Linked DNA regions of Rattus norvegicus: region 1 is linked to region 2. The links are chromatin contacts, called in public Hi-C maps. All regions are on one chromosome and are shown on one strand. The core of a region is the stretch at or near the end of the contact, and the rest is flanking DNA. Distances in the headings are between cores, read along the strand shown.

The links. A called contact is a pair of places that touch in the nucleus more often than the background predicts.
Region 1: a contact with region 2 is called in a Hi-C map of prefrontal cortex, with 1.9 times the contacts expected there. The contact joins the promoter of Ankrd46 here to the promoter of Rnf19al1 in region 2. A contact is called at or near these places in 12 of 12 Hi-C or Micro-C datasets (the A7r5 cell line, the Rat2 cell line, Schwann cells and 7 more) and 1 of 1 datasets of contacts at active chromatin or transcription factors (oligodendrocytes).

Annotation. Positions count from the first base shown.
Region 1 is chr7:69,551,093-69,558,492 of GRCr8, reverse strand. It overlaps Ankrd46 (ankyrin repeat domain 46), which reads left to right and starts at 5,216. Exons shown (of 5, transcript NM_001013948.2): 1 at 5,216-5,288; 2 at 6,007-6,117.
Region 2 is chr7:69,343,955-69,351,286 of GRCr8, reverse strand. It overlaps Rnf19al1 (ring finger protein 19A, RBR E3 ubiquitin protein ligase like 1), which reads right to left and starts at 3,041. Exons shown (of 5, transcript XM_039080605.2): 1 at 3,003-3,041; 2 at 384-1,794. The coding sequence starts at 3,041. The coding sequence ends at 838. It overlaps Rnf19a (ring finger protein 19A, RBR E3 ubiquitin protein ligase), which reads left to right and starts at 1,062. Exons shown (of 10, transcript NM_001130560.1): 1 at 1,062-1,216.

The sequences.
Region 1 (7,400 bases), core at 3,967-6,466, 210 kb before region 2:
GACAACGTTCTCTTTAATATAAGAGAATCAACAAACACATCTTTCTCACAGATCTGGAAGCCGGGAGGACCGATACACCAATGGCGTCTAGTTCAGGGTGTTCTCCGCTCCCCATCTGCATATTGCTGAAGAACCTGCAGGAAGGAAGGAACTTGCCCCTCACGTTCTTCTGCGAGGTGACCCTCATCCAGGGGGCCTCCGTGACCTGACCTTTGGATATTGTCACACTGGTGATTGAATTTCAACATGCACATTTGGGGACCATACCAACAAAACCAAGCTAGTTTTCCCTGTTTCTTAATCCTTCCCTGTGGGCTAAAGTATGGGTTTGCAGTGCTTATCTTTGGGGTTCTTTAAAAAAAACATCTGTGGTCACTGTTAAGGGTCACATTCTGAATGCCTTACAACAAATAGGTGGGGAGTTGTTGCCTCTCAGTCTCAAACCATTTTCCCCTGTAAGCCAGTCAGGTTCCAATTCTTCCTGGCCGGGAACATGGGTTCTGAGGATGTCTCAGTCCACTTGTGTAGAAATAGCGGTGAGAGGCTGATGCTCTTCTGACTCTCGGGTGAACAGACATTGGCTTCACCTTGACTGTGAGGCCACAGTATTGTAAAGGTAGGAAGGAAGCAAAGACCAATGTTTCAAAAGGACACAGGGAGCTCAGGCAGGACTGAAGAATGTCTTTCCTTCTGTGTAATGATCACTGGGAGTGTGTTTTGAGATGACGATGAGAGTTAAGGCTTCTCAGAGGTAAATTTCCAATTCTGTTGGGGTCCCTAGAGTGAGCTCAGCCTCACCCTTTGGAGTGAAGTGAGCCCTCTAACAATGCAGAGGACTGGAATGGTCTGAGCTGCCCACTCTGTGGACTGAGCAGTCACCCCCAGGCTTTGGGGGACCAGTGAGAATCTTTAGCTTTTTCTGTGCCCAGACTTAACAACCCCGGGGGTTAACCCCAGGCCAGCAGATTTGGTAGCAAGTGGGTTTTTGGCAGCCGGTGGTTGGTTATTGATCCTCCAACAGTCCTTTCTAAACCATCACCCCCCTGTGCAGCTGGTACAGCTGCATAAGGCAGCTCCTGGAACAAATATTTTATCTTATCAACACGTAGTTTTGTACTCCCACGGCCCAGCGTTTCAGTCACCTGAGCAGGATTTGCAGGGTTTGGCTACTGTGCAGCTGTAGGGGGGGATGTAAATGAGTGCTAGACACTATCTGTGTTCCTGTGGGATGCTCATTTCCTCTGGGTGAAAGCCTGGATGGTTCTAGACAGTTCTGGCACGGCAAAGAAAAACAATCTTCTCCTTTCCAGGCTTTTAGCTACATCCATCTAACTAAAAAAAAAAAAAAAAAATCAAGTTGCAAGATGTTTATTTTTTGAAAGTTTGGCTTGTGACACTTTTTAGTTGTGCTGGTTCTTGGAAGAAAATGTTTTTCTCTTGGCTTTGACTTTCCTCAGTTTTGAAAAAAAAAAAAGATTCTGCCTAGCCCATATATTTCCTTGTGGCTTAAGTGTTTCAAAGTGCTGGGGGACAGAGATCGATCTAACCCTGGTGCCGATGAATGTGTGTTATAGTATGGTGTTCAGTGGTTTGCTGGGTCTGTGGTTCTGACTGAGAACCCAGGAACCCTGATTCACTGCTGGTGAGAGACCTGTGGGAACTTCCCTTTTCAGGAGCTCGTCTCCCTTTCCTGGTCCATATGTAGTACTACAAGAAACAAAAAAGTCTGGAGCACGGATACAGGGTCTCGACCAGGCTGCCTTAACTCACAGAGGTCTGTCTGTCTTTGCCTCCCGAGAGCTGGATTAAAGGCGAGCACTGCCAATCCTGCCTTAGGATGGACCTCTACCTTTGCAAGTCCTGAGTGTTTTTAAAAAACACCACCCCATTCTGAACACATCTCTTTCTGCACAGAGAACTGGTTCTGACTAGAGGGTTGTGTTCTTTGGATCAGGGCCCCCCCATTAGTATTTTTTAAAGTCTTCTGCATTTTCTGAGGCCAGGTAGCAAGGCTTAATCAGCACAGCCTAGACTTCTATGTCCCCCAATGAGAAGGAGACATTGAAAATCCTGCCCGGAGCAACCCTCTGTTCATTGCCTGGCTCAGATCTAACACGACATTCTCCACCCAGCCCTGGTTATGCATCTAGATCCCTGGAGCAGCAAAGACACAGCCACTAATGCTCTGCTGTAGTACAACTTTGAATCGGCTGTGAGTGGGCACAGGTGATTTTAATGTCCCTGTGGTGATTAGACTGTGCCGATAGTGTGGAGAACCGCTAAGCAAATATTCCGAATACAGCCCACTCATCCACACTCTTGTGGAAGTTCAAGGGTAAAGATGTAAGTTGGCCACACAGATGGATCCTTTGCTACTACCACAGGCTGCACACGTGGCCTTTAACTCTGAAGAATAAATATTGAGTCTCAGAATAACTGTTTATCCAAGCACATCGCTGCTGTCTTTCCTCAATGAAAAAGGCTTTATTTCATTATCTTATCCCAGTTGCGATTTTTACAGTCAGAACTTATGACCAAATGTATCTGTGGTGACAAAGACAAAGAGGGACATTTTCCTGATCAGAGTAAAGTCTAAGATAAGGCACTCGTAATAAACAAGATGGCAGCCTTTAAATGTCCACCTCCCCACAGTCCCCAGAACCTACACACATGCAACTTTGCCATGTGTCTTAGCTTCTTCTTCTTCTTCTGTTGCCGTGATAAAGTAAGGTGACAGAGAAAGCCCGTGAGATAAAAGGCTTATTTCAGCTCGTAGTTCAGGACACAGTCCATCTCTTCACAGGAGCCATGGCCATAAAAGCTTGAGGCAGCTGGTCAGAGTGTATCCACAGTCAGGAAGTGGACAGCAAGAGATGCCTGCCTCTGCTCAGTTCCCTTCTCTGTTTACACAAGCCAAGGTCACAGGCGGGGCCATGTCACCCACATAGGATGGATCGTCCTCCTTCAGTTAATGTAACCGAGGTGATGCTCTCCAGGCCCACCCAAGGCACCTCCTGGGTGACTCGAGATGTCACTCCAGGGAAAGGGGGCTCTGCAGGAGTGAGCATCCAAACAAAGATCCCAAGATGAGGAGATCATTCTGGAGGATCTAAGTGTGTCCCATGAAAGCACAGGGGTGTTGTAAAATAAGGGGGGAAAGTTAGAGAAGATGCTGGCATGAAATCCAGGGGAGAGCAAAGGCAGCACATGGAGGAATGGCTACAAGCTGAGGGACAGAGGGTGCTTTAGAAGCTGAGTAAGTTAGGGAGACTGAGTCCTGAAGACCCTCTAAAAGCAACGTAGCACTTGAAGTTTAGCTGGGTGGAAACTCTGTGGCTGCTGGCCTTCCTGGTGTATAAAATGACTACTGCAATCGCTTAAACAGTTAGATTTGTGGTGGTTTGTTACCATGGCAATATGAAACTGAGGTACAGCCCTCTCCTATACAGACCCCAGCCAAGCCTCGGGAGGGATTCTGGAAGTGTGTTCACAGGAGTTTGGGGAGTTATTCAGCCCCTGCTGATGAAGATCGCTGCCTCTCTTTCTTCAGACTTCCTCAGGAACTCTTCCTGGGGAGTCAGCACCCGGTGGGGCTCAAGTAAGCAAGAGGACAATAGGAGACTCTTTACTTTGCATTTAGGAGGATATAATCTTGTGATTTATGGTCACTCCCACTCAGTATCAGGATATCACTGAGATGTAAAAGCAGCGTCTGTGAAGATGTTCAGTCCCCACCATGTCAAGTACCCAGACATGGGGACAAGGAGTCAGAGGGCACAGGCAACTCGAAGTCCATTTCCTTAGTCTCGTCAGAGGAGGGAAAAAAAGCTGTCTTCACAGTCCTTAAATTTTCCCTGTTGAACGAAGCCATAATTCACGAAAAAGAAAAGATAAATTAGAATACAGGCATTCAATACCCTCTCAAGTTGTTTGATATACCAACCAGGGAAAGATAAATTATATGAATAGAATTACCATTTAAATTACCCAGTGCCTTGACACAGTGGATGGGCATATATGGAGATATTGACTAATTGATTAATGTATCCCCAATTTACAGAATATTTATGATCAGTCACTGTTCAAGTAAATGTTAAATAGCCTAAGATGATTGGCGGCCCTGGGGATTGCTGAGCTCACCCCGCCCTGGTATCTTAGATTCAGTGTATGTACATGTGTGTGTGCGTGAGTGCCTCTGTGTGTGGCCTGTGTCTGTGTGCACATGAGCGCATGCATGCACGAACCCAAGTGTGCAAATACTTATGTGCACTTGTTCATGGAGACCAGAGGTCAGCCTCAGGTGACATACCATAAGAGCCAACCATCTTGGTTTTTTTGAGACAGGACTCTCATTGAGGCCCAGAACTCCATGAGTAGCACAGGCTGTGCTGGCTGGCCAGGGAGACCCCCTGAAATCAGATATCTCCCACGGGCCAGAACCGCACATAGCCAGCATGCTTGGCTTTTTATTCGGATTCTGGGGATTGACCTCAGGTCTTTAAGCTTGCAATGCAAGTCCTTTACCAACTGAGCTATCTCTCCAGCCTTTTTATAATTCTTAAGTGAAGGAAATGTGAGATTTCTTCAAGTCAGGCAATAATCCTAAACACCGATTTGACATTGCGGGGGCAGGGGGGGTGCACGACGGATTTAGACTTAATTCTTGAACAGATGACCTTCTACAGGGTCATCTGGTGGGGTAGATGGTACTAGAACTCAGAGAACAGTGTTTAAAAGAAGTCACCTTGGTTGTATGACTGGAGTTGAGAGAGAGAGAGAGAGAGAGAGAGAGAGAGAGAGAGAGAGAAGCTATGTGAAAGAATGTTCCAGTACATGGGTGTATCATCATTTTCAGGTTTGATTGTACACAAGTCACGATAAGTCAAGGACTTATAAATAAGGCGTAAGCATTCAATCTGAATAATAACTCGGTAGGATCGAATATTAAAGTAGACTTGTAAGCCATGATTTGCTAACAAGTGGATTCAGATCTTCCCTGTAGCCGGAAACAAATTAATGCGCGTGGCACTTAACATATTTGTTTCTGCCTTTTAAATTTCTACTTAGTGGAGTCAATGGGACATGTATTTAGAAAAAGAGGTGAAAGTGCACGATGCTGGTAAGAGGGCGAGCCGCCGCCATGTGAGCCTCCCGCCTGCAGGGGGCGCGCCGTCACGAGGTGCAAGGCCGCTCTGCCCCGCGTGAGCTCCACCTCTGTGGCCGCCAGCGCCCCGCCCTCAGTCACTGGAGAGGAGGAGCTGCTGCCTTCATTGCTCCTTCAGGATCAGGTACCTGGGCCGGGGCTGTGGGCAGCAGCTGGACTGGAGCGAGTGACACCTGCCCTAAGGGCCGTGGAGCCCGGTGCGGGTCCGAGCGGCTTAGCCGCGGGCGATGATGGCGGGAGGGCCTAGGTCAGGCCTGGGAGATTGCACGGAGGATGCCCACGGATATTTCGGAGTCTCCTGGCAGCCCACGCCCCAGCCCTATGGCGACGTCCTTCCCAGGCCGGGATGCAGAGCATAGTTAGGAATTGTCATGTCCTTAGCTGGTCACGAGGAGTCCGCAGCCCTGGCGAGCGTGGGCACTGTGGAGGTCCGTGTGATCTGCCCAGACTGTCACACTGCCCAGGGCATTCTCGGTGAGACAAGGTTTGCACATTTTGTGCTTAGGCCTCAGGCGATCATCAACTTTCATACTTTGACACGCGTCATTAAAAAGCAGTTGGTTTCTCTCCGGAGAAGAAAACATTTATTCTTAACAGCATTCCACAGAATCTCGAATTGGCTGAGGAATGTAGTAAGTGTGTACTATTGAAGAGTAAGGGACACTGCTCACTCTTCAGAATGTGGCATGGTACTTAGGCGCTTCCCAAGGGCGCTCTCAGTGGTATGGTGGTTTTTATGTTGCAGTAGCAACTGGCTGTCTTCATGTCGGATATTGTGCCCACTAATGTGCCCTTTTAAAGTCTTTGCAACAGCCCTCACAAGTACCATCTCTGATTTGCAGATAAACTGAGGCACAGAGTCTAAATTAACCTGTCCAAGGCCAGACAGTTGGCAGAGTAAGTGGAATCAGAGACACACAAGACTTCACGCCAGCACCCTTTACCTTCCAAAGGTAGTGTTTCTTTTTTCTTTCTTTATTTTTTTTTCTTTTCTTTTTTTTTTTTTTTTTTTTTTTTTTGGAGCTGGGGACCAAACCCAGAGCCTTGCGCTCGTTAGGCAAGCGCTCTACCGCTGAGCTAAATCCCCAACCCCAAAGGTAGTGTTTCTTAAGATTTCTGCTTATTCAATCAGAGCTTTCAGGGACTAAGCCACTACCTAAAGACTATACATGGACTGACCCTGGACTCTGACCCCATAGGTAGCAATGAATATCCTAGTAAGAGCACCAGTGGAAGGGGAAGCCCTGGGTCCTGCTAAGACTGAACCCCCAGTGAACTAGTCTATGGGGGGAGGGCGGCAATGGGGGGAGGGTTGGGAGGGGAACACCCATAAGGAAGGGGAGGGGGGAGGGGGATGTTTGCCCGGAAACCGGGAAAGGGAATAACACTCGAAATGTATATAAGAAATACTCAAGTTAATAAAAAAAAATTCATAGTAGTAAATACCTAGGCAATTATTGTGCAAAATATATAGGACTCATAAATTGTACCTCTTGAAGAAAATATACAGAAATAAAGTTAGATAGTGTGGAAGTTTCTCTTCCATACAAAGTTTCTTATAATGGTGGAAAAAAAAAAAAGATTTCTGCTTATTGATAAAATTTGTAGCCTGAACTGGTTTCTCTTAGACTTATGCTATGACATTATGCCTGTGCCACTGTCGGTTTACTTTAAAGAGAAGTATGTTTGTTCATTAAGCTTTGTGGTGGTAGTAAGGTTAAATGTCCTGGGTTCTCACTGTTTCAGAATAGGTTGATTTGATGTAGAAGTGTGTCTGTGTTTGTTCGCACATCTTAGCTGTGTGTTCGTTAATTGTATTTTCACAGCAGCTCTATCGAGTGTGCGTTGCACACGCAGCATGGATAGAACTGCCACATGGTGGGTTATGAAGGACTCAGGGCACATTCTGTACAGCAAATGGAGTTGCTGACTGCATGATGAAGGAGTTTCACTGTGAGACTGGGGATGGTTGTTCCCCAATCCCAGAGACTGGGGCTTATAGAGTCTAAGTTCCTTTACTATTGCGGGGACTCCAGTCTAGCATGGTGGAGAAGGGACGGCGGCAGGGACATGAAGCAGCTAGTCGCACTGTAGCCGTGCAAGCCACTTTACCCGAGCAGAGGGCAGAGACTCAGCCCTGTGCTCCGCTCCATCTTCTCCATTTTGCCCTTGCTCCTGAAACAGTGCTGCCCACTGTGGGCCTTTCCACTCCAGCTGACCCAGTGGAGGAGCACTT
Region 2 (7,332 bases), core at 1,792-4,291:
TTTAAAGGTATGCACATAATGGCTCTCAACTTCCAATAAATGAAAATCCTATCCACAATTACTCCCTTTAAGATGTGTGGTCAGAGACACTTAGTACTAAACCACCTACCCTGTTTCTAATTGGGAAATTTACTGGGTTACCAAAGAGGCCAAGTGGGGTTTGAAAAGATATGGCTCCTTGGCTAGTTTCTAGTTTAGACACACTAAAATAAGGATCGAGTGATATATTTAGCTTAAGAAACAGATGGTGGATGGACATTTTGGCACCCATCACATTCATTTCTCAGTGTTCTAAGGAAATGATCTAAGTCTTCAAGAGAAATAAACTAGGAGAGGATGTGATTCGGAAAGGAAAAGAATCTGTTTATTCAACTAGTCTATACCAAGTCTTGTGTAGGTGAAAAGTTCAAAGGGTGTCCGACTGGATCAAAAGCTGGAAGAGAATGGAGCACACGGGCAAAGTAACTGACTATATCAGACATTGACAAGGGCGGAGATATTTCTTTGGGGACCGAGAGTCTGAGAGTAGCAGAACCCGGCCTCCACACTTTGGCTCTGCTCTCAGGAGGGCGCCACTCAAGCAGGTGAACAGTGAGAAACAAAGAGGTGAAAACAGGCTGCGAAAAGCCGAGACAGGGTCCTCGATTCCAGGACGCGCTCCATCTGGGGCGCGGCTCCCGCCGTCCCCTTTGGTTACCTCACGGAGACCGGGTCGGGGTTACAAGAAGGGTGTCTCCCGCCCAACGGCCCGGCGCACTCAGAGTGAGTCGCAGCCCGCGGGAGGGACGGCGGCGAGAGCGCGCAGCGCGAGGGGAACGTGCCCAAGCCAAGGAACTACTACCGCGTCCCAGAGGTAACCGCGGCCGGCCGAGGAGGTGGGGACGGGGCGGGGCGTGACGCCAAGACGCAAGGCGCGCTGGGCGGGGCCACGCCGGGTGGGGCAGGAGGGGGTGGAGGGGGCGGGGCTTGAGGGCGAGGGCGGGGGAGAATGGCAGTTGCTGTGTTGGTTCCCGGCTGCGACCGTCCGGCTGGAGTCACTGAGGGGAGTTCGGGAAAGCGGCCGCCCGCAACCGTTCCACCGGCAGCTCTCTCCCTAGCTGAGAAGGTTCCGCGGCGGTGCTGAAGAGCCGTCCTCCGTTCTTCCTCCGCGTTTTGCCTCCGCGGGATGGGCCTGCTCACCGGCCGCCCTGCGCCGCCGCCGCCCTGAGGAGCTGAGGTACGGCGGGCGCCGGAGCCGCAGGGGCCGGGCGGCTCCCCTACGGATGGGGATTCGAGGCGCCGCTCAGGCCTCTTACTTGGGCTGGGACAACGGCGCGGCCGTCTCCGGGGTGTGGATCGGGACGTGGGGGGCCGGGCCTGCGGCTCCGACCGCGTTGTGGCTGTCCGCGGCGCTGCCCCGAGCGTTCCGGGGAAGCGGAGCGGACTAGACCGGAGGGCGGCCGCCGTAGGGAGGCGGCGGGGGCGGAGCGCATTCCTGACGGGTGAAATCGGCTCTAACGGGACTCTTTCTGGGCCTCGCCGCACACTGGGCGCCGCGGACTTCGCCCCCGATGCCTGCCGCCTGGGGCCCGGGAGGGCGGCGGGGAGATGACCGCCTCCTTTGCGATCGGAGATCGCGCACACGCTCTGGCACCGGCGGGGAAAGCCGTGTGGCCTGGGGATGAACGAGTGAACGGGGGTCTTCCGGGACTCCACCTCCGGGGTGTTCCCTGCCCTCACCCGGAGTGAGGCCACCACTTTGAATTGCCAGTTTTCCCTTCGATCTGGGATTCCACTCTGCTGTTGCTCTCTTCTCTTTTTCCATTTCCATTAATGGGAAGAAGTGGTTTAGGGTTCATTAATCCTGAGACAAGGGCAGCTTAAAAGAGGGAAGAGGATGGTGAAGCCTATGTATGGGAGAAAGAAAGGTTTAATTTTTGTTCGTTGGCGCCCTTGGAGATAGAAATACACGACGGTGCTTTACTTTGTGTAGGGTTTACTGTTGAGAATGTCGCAGAATGTTGGTAATGTTAGAAAGGACGGCCTTTAAATGCCGCTGCAATTTTCAAACCTAGTGGTTGGCTAGAAAGGCAAACGGGAGGCATGAAAGCTGTCCTTCCCTTGTTTGGTGCCTTCAAAATATTTTGATCTTCCTCATTCTACTTTGGTATGTGTGTACCTGTCAGTCTAGTCTTTGATTATTTCTTATTTTAACCTGGATTTCTTGACCCTTTTCATTGTATGTAGTGTGACGATATACTTGTCTTTTTTTCCCTTTCCGGTTTTGCTGTAAACCGGTCTCTGTGCACATCCTACTGCTTCTGTTTGTAATTCTAGTCATTTCCATATTTGCCTGCTTAAGCTTATTTAACACGGAAATGTCTGTATTGAATCAAAATGTAAATAATTAGAAAATGGCGATGTCCTTACTTTCAAATGTTCTTTACTTGGTACATACAATTTTATGGACAAAAATTTGGTATTAAGTCTTGAGACTTACAAACCAAATTATGCAAAACAAAAGCAAGCCTTTAAAAAAAAATACTGTATACAGTGTAACCTTAAATTTCATGTGACCATGGAAAATTTTAATGTCATTGGAAGGTGTCTTTCTGAGGAAGAATGCATATGGCAGCTAACCTGAGTGTACTTTTTCTAATATTTTATCGATTCTCATTCTAGAACCCCATAGGGTTAATTTTTTTTAAATTGCAGGATTATTTTAGAAGTTGAAACAAGCCTGTGCCTTACTGAAATAGCTGCATGAGGCGTCTCGTCTTGGAGATGCCTCAGTCGAACATTAAAATTATAAAGAATTGTTCATTATACTGTTGCCTAGCAAATGTTAGAATTTAATTTTGAATATTTGTGGCAATGTGTTGAATTTTCTGTACCTTTTTTAATCTGGCAAAATGATAGTACCATATTATTTTCTATTTAAGTGTTTTTAACGATACTTAAGCACCAGGTAGAAAGTAAATGGTCTTGACTTGCCATGTTTGAACACTGCGTCCAAACAGTACTTTTGCTGTTGTTGTGAGTATAATGTACTCAGGAGTCATTGCCGTGCCCCCGCCCCCACCACTTTTTTTTTTTTTTTTTGGTTCTTTTTTTTCGGAGCTGGGGACCGAACCCAGGGCCTTGCCCTTCCTAGGTAAGCGCTCTACCACTGAGCTAAATCCTCAGCCCCCTTTTTTTTTTTTTTTTTTTTTTTTGGAGAAAGGGTTTCACCATGTAACTTGGTTGGTTGGTCTTGATCTTGCTATGTATACAACGCTGGCTTTGAACTCACTAGGTTCTTGCCCCTGATAGTATTAAAGGCCTATTCCCCTTTGCTAGGCTTGGAGACACCACTGTACTTTAATGGGATGTAGATGTGTGCATAATTTTAGGCAGGTGTTTGTGTGGGTGTATATGAGGCTAGTCCTGAGGATAGGGCCTTACATAAGCTAGGCAAGTATCCTACTACCTCCGCCCTCTTTGCTTGAGACAAGCTTTAAGCTTTTTACCTTTATTTTTTCTTCTTTTTTGTCTTTTGAAAAGGATCTTGTATATTTGTATGACAAGCCTTGGGTTTTCCTAAACTCTTAGATATAGCTCAGAAATCATTTAGTTTTTAGTCAGCCCATACCACCTCATAAACATATTCTCTAATCACTTGCCTCCCATCTCTTTGTTAGTATCTGCTTGTAATGTAGTTAGTTACTCTAGGATCCAGGTGGGAACATTGTTAGAAGCTAACTGAGCAATTTAGTTAGACCCCATGGCAAGCAGCAACAGTAACACCAATCATCAGTCATCACCATCATCTGGAGGGCACTGAAGGTTGAGAAATGGAGAAGACAAAATAATTGTGATCACTTGTAAACGTCCCGAGTCGAGTGCTTGGCTTGGAGTAAGCTTGTGATAAATTTGGGTACCTTTATGTCATAGTTACTCATTTATATCTTCCATACTCAGAAAACAGAAAATTTTAGAGGATTGTTCCTTGTCTTCCAGATGGTACTGTAGGTGACAGTTGTCAAATGCAGGCCAGTTCTTAATGACTAAGCTTACACTCTTTTATTGATTTTTATAGTTGAGGTTTAGCTAAAAAACAAAACAAAACAAAAGTCCTTGGGCATCCTGGGCTAACAGCCAAAGTTGAATTTCTAAAGTAATATTTGATTGCATAGAACATTGATTCCATTTGTCTGGCTAGTTCTTCAGAACAAATAGCCAGTCTTAAAAGGCTCATGCTCATATAGGGAGCACTCTGGCTAAGAGACTGCTTGACTCCTATCTGGCAAATATTAATTAGATTAGTTATGAATAACTGAATTTTCTTTACCTAGGCAGTTCTCCCCCTCCAACTAGGAATAATTTTCCTTTCTTTTTAAGTCACTGTGCCAATTCTTTGTTAAATGATGGAAGGTGCATAACGTTGAAACATAAGTGAGCGCACCTGTGCAGCTAAAGAGTGAAGGAGAATATTCATTGCCTAGCACATCTGTATTTCAGATGGTGGCAGACTTCAACCAAAAAGGCATTGAAATAATTTTAGGTGTTTAAGACTTGGAAACTTCATTGTTTCTATAGAGTTGTCATATGTCATACTTGATATATGAGAGTGGGGAAAACACATTTTAAATATGAGTGCCTTTAAAATACATATTACTATATTGCTTTCATTGTAATATCTGAAGAATTTTTTTTTGTGTGTTTTCATGTGTGTGGTTATTTTTGCCTGTATGTAAGTCTGTGTAGGACGTGTGCAGTTTCTGTGGAGTCCAGAAGGGGGCGTCAGATGTTCTTAGAACTGGAGTTACAGTAGTTATTAATTAGCCCTGTTGATTTGTTTTAGAAGATTTATTTAGAAGGGTTTTGTTGTCTGAAGGTTTCAGTAGGAGAGAATTAGTGAGCTGTTTTAGCTTAAAAGATAAGTTTGTGCATTGACTTTTGAAGCATAGTTTGGGACAGAAACTACTTTTGTTTAAGCCCAAAAGAAACTTTAGACCTGTGTCTTTACAAAGCCGAAGTTGTCTCTTGATATTCCACCCCTCTCCAGTGTCCCCTAAGAGTGAAGTAGCTCTTGTGTTGTGAGTAGCTAGCATGTTGCCACTTGGACTTCTAAAATTGAATCATAAGGAAGGAGCAAGTTAGTTAGGGAGGACCAAGAAGCCAGGGCAGGTTATTAGAAAACTGGTAATGGTGGCAGGGGGCAGAGGTAACTATATCTCCGAGCTCTAGGCCAGCGTAGTCTCCATACAGAGTTCAGGCCAGTCGAGCTACGTAATGAGATCCTTTCTCTAAAACAAAACCAAAAAAGCAAAAACAAAGCATTCTGGATAAGTATTCTGTACTAAAACTTACTGTATCACAAGGCAAGTTGTCATTACTCTGGAATTACAGACTTACATTTGATAATTTCTAAATGAAACCTTATCATTTGTAATTATTATATTACTATATTACTACATTGCAAGTTTTATATTACTATTTTTATGCATGGCCACACATGAGAATGTATAGTAGGTAATGTAAGCTCTGTGGTGGCACGGTTCTTCTCTTTCTTCATGCAAAGATCTTAGCACTTAGAGCACTTAGAATAATCTTGGTGTGGTGCACAGTGAAGTAATTTTAGTATTGAATATGTATTTGCCAAGTGAATAAAATATCTACCGTGTGAGACGTGCTCTCGGGTGCTTTTCTCTCTCCATTCTCTTCTGCCCTTCTCTTTTCTCTCCTCTCTCATTGCACATAGCCCAGGCGGGCATGTCCTGATCCTTCTCCTTCTCTTAAGTTATGGGATTATAAACTCTGATTATGTGGTGCTGGGGTTCAGACTCTGGGCCTTGTGCATGCTAGGAAAGCACTCTACCAGCTGAGCCACATTCTCAGCACAAGGCAGCTATTTATGGAATATACTGGGAGCCACAATTGTGAGTTAAGATTTTCCAGTTGAAGAAATAAAGTGAAACTAATTTTTGTAATAAATTTTATTTAGTCCACGCCCTATGTCACTCCAGTATGATTAACAGGCTGCTTTCATCCTCTCACCCCACAGTGGAGTGCGGCTCTAAGAGCATTTTGTATGGCATGTTCCTTCGTGCAGAGATTTCTTTGTCTTTTTATTGTCACCTTGGTAGGTTTCTTTTTAAAAAAACAAAAACAAAAAACCTTTTGAAGCCATATACAGAGTTGGCACTGCTGTAGCAGGATTTTGAGTTGGATTGAAAGGTACCAGGCCTCTCTGTTCTGCTTTATTCTGTGCCTCTTTCCTTTTCCCCGCCTGTAGCCTGTCAGATGGAGAGTGTACAGCCCTTTATGACAGTGAATCAGTGTAAACTAATTAGGCATGTGCAGCACTGGCTACTAAGACAGGGCTCTGCAGAGGAGCTCTTTCATTGATAGCACCTTGTCCTACTATGCCTAGCTTGGTAAAGAACAGAAGAAATCCCAGCAAGATCATTGGAAATGAAGTGTCCTGCTACCACCTCTAAGGCCTGCTCCCCCATCTGTTGGAATCCATTAAAACAAGGTCCAGGGTACCACAAAATCCAGAGGTAGATGTCCTTTTAAGGTGAAAACAGAAAATTATAGAAGACATGGGAGGAGGCGGTGACCAGGAGACTTCGATTGGAGTGATACAACCAAACCCAGAGCTAGAGGGGGGACAGACCAGAATCTCCTCAAGAGTATAGGAGGGAACACAGCCCCACCTCTGATCTCAGAATTTAGAAAGTAAATACCTGTTGCTTTAAACACCACTAGTGTGTGGTGATTTGACATCGCTCACTAATATATAATCAAATATATAATCAAAAATCTTCAATAACCCAAAGGTTTGTGCTTATTGTCCCTTTCTGTCATGTACTATGATTATAAGGTACTAGATAGTTACATCCTAATCCTTTTTTAGACCCGTTGGGAAGTGTGTTAATACCCTCCAGCCTCAACAGGAAATAGATTATATCTTATATGTTCTGTTACTTTTGCACCTGTCATTTCTTCCCTCTTTTCCCAGTTTGTTCCCTTTTTGCTCTTCATTTTTAAGGTGTCCTTCATACTTGGCGGGGGGGAGGGGGGCGCGCGATGAATCAACTGGATGAATCAACTGATAAAGATAAGCTAACAGGCTCTGCCTCTTTAAAGTGTCATTACTAAGAGATTTTCCTGTCACTTTTCCTGTACCTTAATGTTGGAATGCCACATGCCTAATTTCCCACCTTTCTCTATTTACTGCCTTGGTGATTTCCACCCATGGTTATGATTTGACACATCACCCTAATAATACTCCCAAGTTCCATTTCTAGGCTTGCCTTAACCCTCACTTCCAGCTCTAGAAGGCATATTTCCACCAAAATAGTTGTT